2 separate regions of the Mus musculus genome follow, and region 1 is linked to region 2. The links are chromatin contacts, called in public promoter capture Hi-C maps. All regions are on one chromosome and are shown on one strand. The core of a region is the stretch at or near the end of the contact, and the rest is flanking DNA. Distances in the headings are between cores, read along the strand shown.

Region 1 (5,637 bases), core at 2,545-5,044, 1.0 Mb before region 2:
ATCAAGGATATGAAGGTTGGCTAAGTTTAAATTTTAATAATACTATGACACTCCCAAGGAGTGTCCCAGTAGGAAAGCAGTAGTGCATTCAATAATGCAATTAATCAATATTACTTTAGAAGCAACTTAAGTAATTAGCAGATTGAATTAATGTATTTATTTCCATCTATGCACTGTTTGAATCCTGGGCAACCTATCTAATTTTTAATCTGGATTCTGTTTTCTAATTAGTAAATGAGTTTGGACACAGGTAAAATGAAATTATATATTAAAGTACTGTGTTTAGAATAGGGAAGAAGTGATCATTATAACTGAAGATCTGAACATCAAGCTTTTAGGAGCTCTTAGGCTCTTAGGTTCATTCTCTATTGAGGATCAAGCAGAGAGACTTTGATGTCCTGGATAAGCATGCTTCCCAAGCAATAGCCCTATAGCTTTTGGACTTTTTAGGAATACATTTGTAATTGAAAGAGTATACAATCCAGGTTTCTAGTATAGCCTCCACTGTAGCCTTATGCTTCTTATAACTAATTCATTAAAGGACATTGCTGTTTTGTTTAATAAATTAACCTTTTATTCTCACCCCTAGGTAAAAAATGTATTATCTTTACTTATGTTCTTAGAATATACTTCTTTTTTTATGCTCTCAAGAATCATAACTAAATGTGTTTTTAGGGAGAACTTCTGTGTTGATCACTTTTCGTTATTTCCATCAATGGACATGAGTAGTTTTAAGGAAAAAAGGTCTATTTTGAATCACAGTTTCAGCCTGTGATATGCTGACTCCATTGTTTCTCAGTCTGTAGTTGGCAAAACATTATGGCGAAAGGGTGGTACGGCAAACTTGCTCACCTGATGGTGCCTGGGAAGCAAACGGAGACAGGAATGGGCCAGGGTTCCTGTATGTCTCCTCCAAGGATACATTCCCAGTGGTCTAGCTTCTTCACTTCAGCTTAAGTTTCTAGAGTGTTCCATACCTCCCCTCAATTCCAGCAGCTATGGGCCAACCCTTCAATATGAGTCTCTAGAGGCCATTCCAGCTCCAAACTACTACAGAGTCATTTTTGAAAAACAACTACTGTTCATTAGTAAATACCTTTAGCAAGATCTGTTCATAGCCTTGAGATGTAGAATTGCTCACTTACTCAATGTTCTCATGTCATCATATTCCAAACTAAGCCTTACGTGTCCCCTATTTGGAAAGAGGTGGGTCATAGCCTATATTATACTGCTATGCCTTTAACTTTTAATGGATCAATGTCATTCTGTCTGTTTCTGTATAATTTCAATATACCCAGATTTGCTTCATGAGAAAAGTTCTCATGCTGACAAATGATGCGATTTTGTTTTAGGATTATACAAGTGCATCACATGTCTTTTCTGTCCCCTTTCACAGGTCCATACAGAAATTTCCAACTAATCAGGGTGCTCACCTGATTAGCACACCTCCAGGCTGAAATACTCAGCAGGAGCTCCAAGATCGGAAAAAAAAATGGATGAATCTTGCATGCTTATAGGAGAGCATGCTCACTGAGTAAACAGACCCTCTCATGGTTAATTTTGTACACACACACACACACACACACACACACGCACACACACACACACAAACACACACATCTTTTCTTAGTGGAAAAGCAAAAACAAAAACCTTGTTAAAAGTATTTTTATTTTGACCCCCAAAAGAGAGAGAAAAAAGGTAAAGCTATTGAATGGTTAAATGTCCACACCTTTTGAACACCTCTCTTGGATATAAGCTAGATCAGAAGCCCGTCTGTAACTCTGTTACAAGAAATATATTCCTAACTTATGAAATTATATGCAAGAGACCATCTTTACTTATTTACCCAGTCACATCCTCCTTAAAACAGTTCAAACAGCTAGAACTATCCCAGATGTTCTAGTTAGATTCAACCAGCTTTCTAAAGAAAATACAAACATAAATAAAATGTTTATTCAACCTTAAAATGTCCCCGTATACTAGTACTTTCAACTTAATGTTGCTTCTTAAGATGTCCCAATTTCTCCATAAAACCTGTCAGACGAGTCTTTGGAGTCCTAAGTGGTACCCATTACCAGTCATGTGACAATGATTAATTGCTAAAGCTAGCAGTATGCATTTTAATTATACCTTAATCACTTATTGCATTTAGTTTCTGTCTAGTAAAGGAGGTCTTGGGAATCACTCACTACAAAGGACTTGCTGATTTTTTTGGGGGTGGGGGGTGGGGGGGTGGGCGTTGGCGAGCTGGGACAGAAGTTCTGAGAAAGTACTATGTGGATGTTCCAAAGAAAGCAACAAATTTGAGAAGACCCTCTAGAGGGCAGTTCACATGGGACCCGGCTGATGGCTTTCTCTCGGATTGACGCCTCACAATCAAGGCACATGGAGATGTCAGTAAGTGCACTGTACACCTGTGATGATGCCTGGTACTGCTTCAATTTGTAAATCGATAGCTCATTAACCGCATGGGGAGTGGGATTCATCCGGGAGCTGCAGTGGGCTTTGAATACTCTTCTCTGCCAATGCATACTAGTGACTCACTCTGCTCACCAGAACTTTCCTAAGGCTAGAATTCAGGGACAGCTGTCTGGAGAATGGCAGGGAGGAAGTTCACAAGCCACTGTGCTGGTTTGTGGTGGAGAAAGTTTCCTGTGGCAGCCAGACCAGTCAACTAAAGCAAACAGCAACACAGAACAGTGATGTTTTCTCGTTATTTTTCATGCACAGTTTGTGAAAGATCAGCATGAAACTTAGCATAGTCAGGCAAAAGATATTACAAACTTCTTGAGAAAGCCAGCAATGGAAAAACTGGAGACACCATATTCTAGCAACAGTATCCATGTGGAAACCAGGAATCTGCCCTAGGAAATTGCTCTGGACCACAGAGAAGGTTTAAAAAAAAATTGTGTCTGTGTGTGTGTGTGTGTGTGTGTGTGTGTTGTGAATTCAGTCATTTTACTGATCTGCCAAGATGACCGATCACTTTGAAATATGTGGACTTAGCCAAAATGAAGTACACATGACTTCTCTTTTCACTTGCCTTTTTAAAATTTATTTTAAGGTCTTTATAATTACTAAATGTTCTCCTTTCTCAGAAGATATTCTGAGAGCAAAGCAAAAATATCACTCTTGTAAAGCCATTTCCATTCTTCCAAAGGTCTGCTGGCAAATTATTCCCGCTGATCTTTCCATCTTTCTAGCCTGTGCAAACACACCTAACCCATACTACATTTCAACAGATGGCGCTTCATTTCTTTAAAGGAAAGCAGCCGTGGGTTTAGACAGTTGAATTTTTAAACTTCTGTATTTACTGAAAGTGCATATGGTGCTATACGGACAAAGAAATTGTGCTGAAAGAAAAACATTTGTGCCTGCAGCACCTCATAGGCTCCCGGGAGAAGAGTGTGCAGTCACACCGTGTACCTCTCACAAAGCCGGATTTGGCTCCACTGTTCTTCCCTTCCCCAAACATTTGATATGTACAATGCACCCTCAAAAAGTTTCTCCATTTGAAATCCTTCCTCTCAGCTGCAAACAAGAGGAGTGTAGAAAAGATTGTTACTAAAGTGACTCGAGTGATTTTTGAGGAGAATATGAAATATAAACCTGAACAACAACAAAAAGGTGAAATAAAACGGCCTCTGTATGACAACTTAAGCAGATGTTGGTGTAAATTTACAAGGATGAGAGAGCTCTAGAGCCTCCCTCCAGCCACTCATAGTTCACTTAAAGGCCAAGAACGCCCCCAAAATCTGTTTCTAATTTTACAGAAATCTTTCGAAATTTGGCACGGTAGTCAAAAGTCCGTGGGAAAGGGAGGAGGGGAGCGGGAAGCAACTCATGTCCTGACTTCAGCTTCCAAGTGGAAGACAGACTTGCTTCTTTTCAACAGTTTTCACAGATGCGGTGACCCACGCTGTGCAGTGAGAATCAGCTAACTTGCAAAAACATCTGGAAAAATGAAGGTTAGTGCGTGCCGTCTCGGGGACGACCGCAGAGTAGAGGCTGCCTGGGCTGAGTATGGTCAGAGTTTTCTATTCTTTAGAGAAGGTGGGGATTTGTGTGTTGAGTATCACTTCCCGGTGTGTGTTAGGATTAGAAAATGGCTCTAAATATACTGTAGAAACATTTGTCTTAGCAGAACTGGAAAGGCTCCAGCAATCACCGCCAGACCAGTGGAACACAATCAAAAGCTCTGTGGGGAAGGAGAAGTAGGATCTAGGGTTAGACAAAATCTTGCCATTTCTCAGGAGGAACTAAGCCCAAACCGAATTTTCTTCTATGTAGACATGGCTGAAAACTGTCTTTGGAGTTACCACCCTGGCTGCGCTTGCTTTAGTGGTGATATGCATTGTCTTACGTCCCTCAAGAGGTAAGAAATTTTCTGATTCACTCCATCTGCCTAGCGTAGCCTGGAAAATGTACCAACGTGTGAACTCAAATGGGTGAACATTTCCTAAGTGCCTATTTTCCAAAGTAAGCCTGTTATTTCTAAGAAGACGTATAAGTTCACAGTTATGTTGTGTGTAAGACCAGAAATACTGGCGATGTAAGGGTAGGAAGAGCTTTACAGTGTTATTTCAGCAACAGAAAAACCTGAGAGCTATTCTGTACCCCTCCCACCACCCCCCCAAAATACACGCAGAAGACAAGCTTTGATAGGCCTCTCAAGACTGTATTTTTAACTAGCATTGTTTTCTATTACTAGATTTGCCTGGTAGCAAGAAAAAAAATAATGAGTAAGAATAGAAACGTTAAAAAAAGAACCTATGGAGGCTTTGAAATCACTAAATAGTGCTTCCAAAAAATTTAAGGAAGATGTTCAGAATAGAAATCTCAGGAATAGCCATATAGGAAAAGTAAAACTCTTGTTCTATATATAGTAGCAATTAGTCATTCAATTAAGAGGCTTGTTACAGTTACGCAAACATTATCAAGGTAAATTGGTTGGGGTGTTTGTTTGTTTGTTTGTTTGTTTTTTATTTTTACAGAAAGGCTTAGGCTGGCAACAATGTCACTTGACTGAGACCTAGAAGATGTTATGCACTGATTTTGAAACTAGTTTTAATTTTAATATTATCCATTGGTAATAAACTATGCCCCTATTATTCCAAACCTTCTTATGAACAGCAATGTATGCTTCTAAAGCAGAGATGTAATGTAACAGTGACAGAGACTGTACTATAGGATCTGGGAAGAACAAATGCTCCGAGTTGATCAGAACCAGGGAACGTCTGTGGTTAAAGTGAACGGACTCTGAACAAGGGTTAGTGGTCCAGCCTGAACCAGCAAACACGTCAGTCCTGAATTCTCTGTTGCTTTTTAAAATTGAAACATGTACAACGTACAAAAGCTTGAAGAGTTCAAAAATGTCCACATCCTTTCACAGAATTGCAATGTGCAGGATAACCTGATGAAGGCAGTCTCCTTGGAGCTGCACTTTTAATTTTTAGCTTGCATCTTCATGTCCTAAAGCACAAGATTTCCCCTGGGCCATCAAGGTGTATCCTCCTATTGTCATTTTATTAAGCTAGACTCTCACCTCAATTCTTAGAGGACACACTGCCTCCAACCAGGAGCTTCTGAGTGCCTGGCCAGGTCTCTGACCCCTTTAATCCAGTCTAGTAGAAATC
Region 2 (5,590 bases), core at 636-3,135:
ATAGAAAGTAGGAACTATATTTTTCAACCTATGTTTCGTTAAGTATGGTTCAGTGCCCGCCAAGGCACTGTTGGTTGATACATTTTTATCAAATGAGAAGAATGAATAAATGTCAATAGTTTAATAGCGGCGGGGATATTAAAGAGCTTTTCAGGTTCCCTGGGTCTATTGACAGATTTTTGAGCTCTAATGACTACATCTCATTTTAAATGTGTTTTCCCTGCTAATTAATCTTACCACAGTTCACAAATGCTCATAAAATAGCAAGGTCATTCACCTAAGAGTGTTTTCTGCCCCTCGCTCCCTTATTAAGCATCCCTGGCAATGATTTGGACTTCCCCAAAGAGTTGTTATATAGATTTCATATCATTTAGAGGGAGAAAGAAGGGAACAATATGATCAATGAAATTAAAGCTTTTGCATAATTAGGGGAAAAGCACCTTTTGCCTGGCACAACTTCAATCTTCTTTCCCACCAGCTGCTAAGTCATTTTCATATCCCTGGCTGCTTTCTCCAAGCACAAACACACCTGTTCTCCCAGTTCAGCATCCATTTTATGTTGGCGCCTTGTGAGCAGGAGATGGGAGTGTGTTTGACTTGCGTCAGAGAGCTGAATAATCATCTTGATTCTGAGATGGCAGTCGTCCACTTTGGCAGAGGTAGGTAACTGAGTACTGGCCAACTTCAGAATTTTTCTCCTGAGACTTTGAGCAGGACAGGCCACTTAGCAAATAGTTTGTAGGATCATTACACACTTGTATTTCTTCTCTGGTCCACTTATTTCTCTCTTAATCTGCAAAAAATGCTTCTGGAGTATTTGTGCCTGATGCAATGGTCAGAAGGCTATATCACAACAAACCAATCGTGTGCTCTGAAGTTCAGTTTGACAAGGAAGGGTGGTTTTAAAGGAAAGGTTAGTCCATTCTATCTTTCCTGAGGACTAGGAGTAATACAGAATATGAAAATACCAAGGGATGTTGAGTACTTTAGATAGGGTTCGAGAAACTTGGGAGATAAATTCAGGACTGTTGTCTGACTGGAGAGAAGCTAGGATTCCAAATTGAGAGATGGTCTCATAGAAAAGGAGATCAGAGACTGTCTCAGCCCCTTTGTTGTAGCCAACATGGCAACTCCTTCCCTGGCACTCAAGGAAGAAACTTGATCAGATGCATAAAGTCTGCACAGCGTACACACAAATGTGAAAAAAAGATAAAGGCGAGTGGTAGAGCTGAAGATGAAGGGAGGCCAATGTTAGAGTAATTGTCGTACTGACTGGCAGGATCTGGCAAATGTGAGGGCTAGTCACTCTCCTGCTAGACTTTTAGGTTCTCATTAGGTAGAGATGAACATTCAAGGTTTTAGTATGGACTCTCCATCATGTGCCTCCTACAGGATGTTCAGGGTGACTGGTTCATTTGTCAGGGAAATTGCTTGTAGTCTCCACCCCTGGCTGATTTACAATAGTTTCCAAAATAATGGTGTCATTCTGAGGATTTCTTTCCATTGTTCTAATCTGTATTCCTTCCATCTGGCTCGTACATCACTCATCTTAATTAGTAACATGCCATCCTTGTCTGGTTCTCTTTTGCCAGCAAGTCATTCATTTCTGAAATAACTTCTTCACCTCCGTCATATAGTTTAGTATTTGCAACAGGAAAACAGTAACCTCGCACATTCTTCCCTTAGCAGGGAAAAAAAATGAAATCATCCACAGCAATGCTAATTAAGTGGAGTTCAACATTAGCTTTAATTTAAATCACCTCTCCTGAGACTTCCTAGCATATACCCGGGGTGTCATAAAATATGAAGCCACACTCCCTCTCAATTAGCATCCATTTATTTGGGAACAACACCAAGCAGCAATAAACAGGCACAACCTGTTCTTTTTCTCTCATATTCTGCCCAGCAGCAGCCTGCTCATCGTTTCGCTTCCGAAGCAGCATCTCCCTCTCTGTGACTGTGTTAATCCACAAGTCGGGCAAGGTAAAGATGCGTTCCAGGCATTTTCCCTGTCAAATCTTCAGTGCGGAACTGTATCACAGTAGTGAGTTGGCTACAGAAACAATTTACATACAATTAAAAGGAACACTAGGTCAGCCTTGAAGTAAAAAAAATGCTTTAGCCAGAGGTGTCTGTATACAGAAAGCAACTTGGAAGTGGAGGTAGTGGAAGAGAGAGAGGCATGATCTGACTCTGTTAGGTTCTCAAATCAGGCCTTTATAGGAAATCCCTTTTTATATCTGCTGTATACTGCCACGTCCTCTGTTGGCCAGTGCTCCCATCACTGAGCCTTCCTGATCTCCCTCCCTCATTGCTGTGAACTGCTGGCACCTACCGATAATGGCACGATGGTGCTCTCATTTATGGTGTTCATTTAGCCACCCCAGGGAAACACCTGAATCATAGGCGGAGCTTTAATGTTGTATTGCTCTACTTTCATTTCATGGACGTTAAGTGCCAATAGAGAACACTTTTATTTTTAAACACATTTTAAAATAAGATGGTTTTAAAACTATACGCTTCTCATATACAGTAAGATATCTTGAAGCATATGCACACATAGTAGTTAAATCCAGGTAATTAACAAATGTGTCACCTCACATGGTTATTATTACAAAAAGAATACTTAGCACCCCTTATATTGTAACATAGAATCATTAACTATAGTTATCAAACTTGATATTATTCCTCCCAACTACACTTTTATAATCTTTAATCAATAGCTCTTCCTTACCCTCCTCCAACTACTTCTGCCTCTGGTAGCTACCATTCAACTCTCTATTTCTGTAGAATCTACTTTTGCAGATTTCATAAATGAGATCCCTGGGTATTCATTTATCTGTACTTATCCTAATTTTTTCGTCATTCATGTTGTCTAGATTTACTCAGATTATCACCAATGGCAGAATTTCCTTCATTGTGGCTGGAGTGTGGGGTACATACATCACATTTTCTTTGCCCATTCATTCCTTAGTCGACAATGAAGTTTATTTATCTTGGTTACTGTGAATCCTGTTGCAGCTAGCATGGGAGTGCAGATGTCTTATCCATATACTAATAAAGTAATCGTATCACTTTAATGTAGATCTAGAAGTAGGACTCTGGATCACATGATAGCTCTATATTTTAAATATTTTGAGGAAGGGCCATAGTGTTTTCCATAAAGACTATACTAATTTACATTCCCACCAGCAGTGTGTCTTTGCTTTTTCTTCATATTCTTTTTCAACTATAAAAAGCAATGCTTTTACAAAGAAAATAGCTTATAATCAATCTATTTACATGCATCAAGTCCTAGCAGGCCAGCAATCCCAGGGTATAGATCATTGCCAAAGGATGGAAGCAACACATTTTATACTGTCTGGATAAGGTTATCTTGGTAAATTCAGCTCAAATATAGACCCCCCCACTTTTTATTATTATGCACATCAGAGGTAGGCTCTTAATAAATAATAAGTGAGAGAGATGGGGAGAAGAAATATTCAAAGGAAATATCAACAACACTAAGCTTCTTCCAGGTCCCATCTGTTGCACTGCAGAGCCCTAATAATAGCACTTAAAAATTTAAATAGCACCTTTCAAACAAAGAGCATTGCCATCACCAATCTTATCTTCCTTTATAGCATCCTTTTAGGATGAATTAGTAAGGGAGATATTATTATCTACATATTACAAACAAAAACACCTTAGCAAGGGATTTAGTGATGAAGCAAACTCAGATTCAACCAGGTCAGGAACAGGAATGTATACCACGTGTAACCATGTTACTCTCTGTTTATTCTGTAAGCTAAAGTTCTAGGGGAATCTAGAATCTATGATCCAGTAAGTGGTGTCCATAAACGATCAGATCCTCTCTCTAAGGGGATGCTGGCTGTATGTGTTGTGTGCTTTGTAAATGTTGTAATAAATATCCTTTGTTTATGTTTTCCCCTAGCATACACTGTCCCCTTTCATTGAAACGCACTTATTATAACCAGCCTGGTCTCATATATATGTGTGCATACTTGTACATATGTTGGGATCCAGGAGCCTCCCCACAAATCACACAAACATCAATCTCACACCGATCTCAGTCAGACAGGGATAGTTTATTGAACACACACCTAAAGACTGATGGACCAGGGCAACAGCTCAGGCTCTAGAGCTAAAAGCTGTGCACTGGACATTTCTCAGGGCCAGCTTATAAAGGCTAGAACTTCAGAAACCACTATGAGCTTATACGCAGGTCCTGGCAGTGCTGCCTGGTGTTTGGCCCTCACTCAAACCTTTAATATAATGGGTCCTATGTGAAGCTTATGGTTATGCAGTTTCTTAATATTAACAAACCTCATAATATATGGAACATAACAGGGTATGTTCTTCAGCATGATCCTGCTCTAAGTCAAGTTATTTTTCTTTGTCAATGACTGGCAGGCATATTACAGCAACGATATGAAATAGCTGGCAAGCATGGAACAAAATGGCTACAGCTATGCTAGGTGGGCAGGCCTCAATATGTGCGTAAGTGTGTATATATATATGTGTGTGTATATATATATATATATATATATATATATATATATATATGTTTGTGTGTGTATGTATATATACACACACATACTTATATATGTACATATATACACATATATGCATGCATGTTTACTCACACACATGTATATGTATGTACACAGCTAGGTGTTTAACTTTTTGATGAGCTTCTCAAATCAGAAGCTAAATCAGTTATTAGAACAAACTTGGATAAAACACAGTAATAAAATCGGATCAGACACAAATGAGTGGTCAAGTACTGTTAGTACTTTGATGCTCCCTAAAGTCTGTGTCATTTCCTGCTAGTGGGAACTACTTCCAATGGAGTGTTTTTGTGAGGGTGATATTGAAGAGGAAGCTTAAAGTCACCTTTTTTGTGTGTGTGCTATTTATGTGTCCTTAGTTTCTGTTGTTGTCCTAGTCTCTGTCCTTCCTCTGTGTTATAAAGTCAAAAAGTGTCTTTTACAAACAGCACACATTTAGGTTCTTCGGAACAGCGGTTCTTTCTGCTTTCAGGATACCTTTGTGTTATTTCTTAATTTAGAAACTGTTTAGCTGAGTATCCCACTTTAGCTTTAAGCTGACAGTCCATCAGGTCGCGCTATTCTGCCTCAGCATCCCAAGTTCCTGGGCTTAAGGGCATAAATCATCCTCCTTGGTAGCCCAGTGTTTTTCAAAATTGCTGGGGAGACCTTCAAGTCTGTGATTAATGTTTTATGCATCATGGTAGAAATTAGAGAAGCTTAAGTAGACGTACTAATTTATTGGAAATTAGTGAGACGGGTTTATTGACATAGTAACGTAATTATATATTATATAACCATATATATTAATTTTACTTTAAAAAACAAAAATTAATGTGGAGAGTGGCATTGTTTTACATCTTTGCAAAGCGCTTTAATGTCTGTCTCACTAGAAGACAGCTGGATTCTCGTGTCTATTCCTGCGTTCAATCTGTTGTGAAATGTTGTTTTGGTTGAAGTGTATATTTTTAAAATCCAGCCTCACACAGCTATGTAGTTGGAAAAGGGAGGGCCTCACGATCCTTCTGAGAACCCTCTGT

Evidence for each region. Promoter capture Hi-C pulls out the DNA fragments that hold promoters and counts their contacts.
Region 1: a contact with region 2 is called in a promoter capture Hi-C map of hippocampal neurons, with 2.9 times the contacts expected there. The contact joins the promoter of Fap here to the enhancer-like site in region 2. A contact is called at or near these places in 5 of 39 promoter capture datasets (cranial neural crest, embryonic stem cells, hippocampal neurons and 2 more) and 1 of 9 other capture datasets (liver).

The regions. Positions count from the first base shown.
Region 1 is chr2:62,572,178-62,577,814 of GRCm38.p6, reverse strand. Fap (fibroblast activation protein) reads left to right here and starts at 3,794. Exons shown (of 26, transcript NM_007986.3): 1 at 3,794-3,969; 2 at 4,292-4,376. The coding sequence starts at 3,964.
Region 2 is chr2:61,551,861-61,557,450 of GRCm38.p6, reverse strand. No RefSeq gene overlaps it. Among named protein-coding and RNA genes, the nearest start is that of Gm33841, 21 kb to the right of the region's middle. Within about 2 kb of position 1,885, at least 10 of the 459 cell types and tissues checked have an H3K27ac peak or open chromatin away from gene starts, as enhancers often do. A contact at or near this core is called in hippocampal neurons, where this site is marked.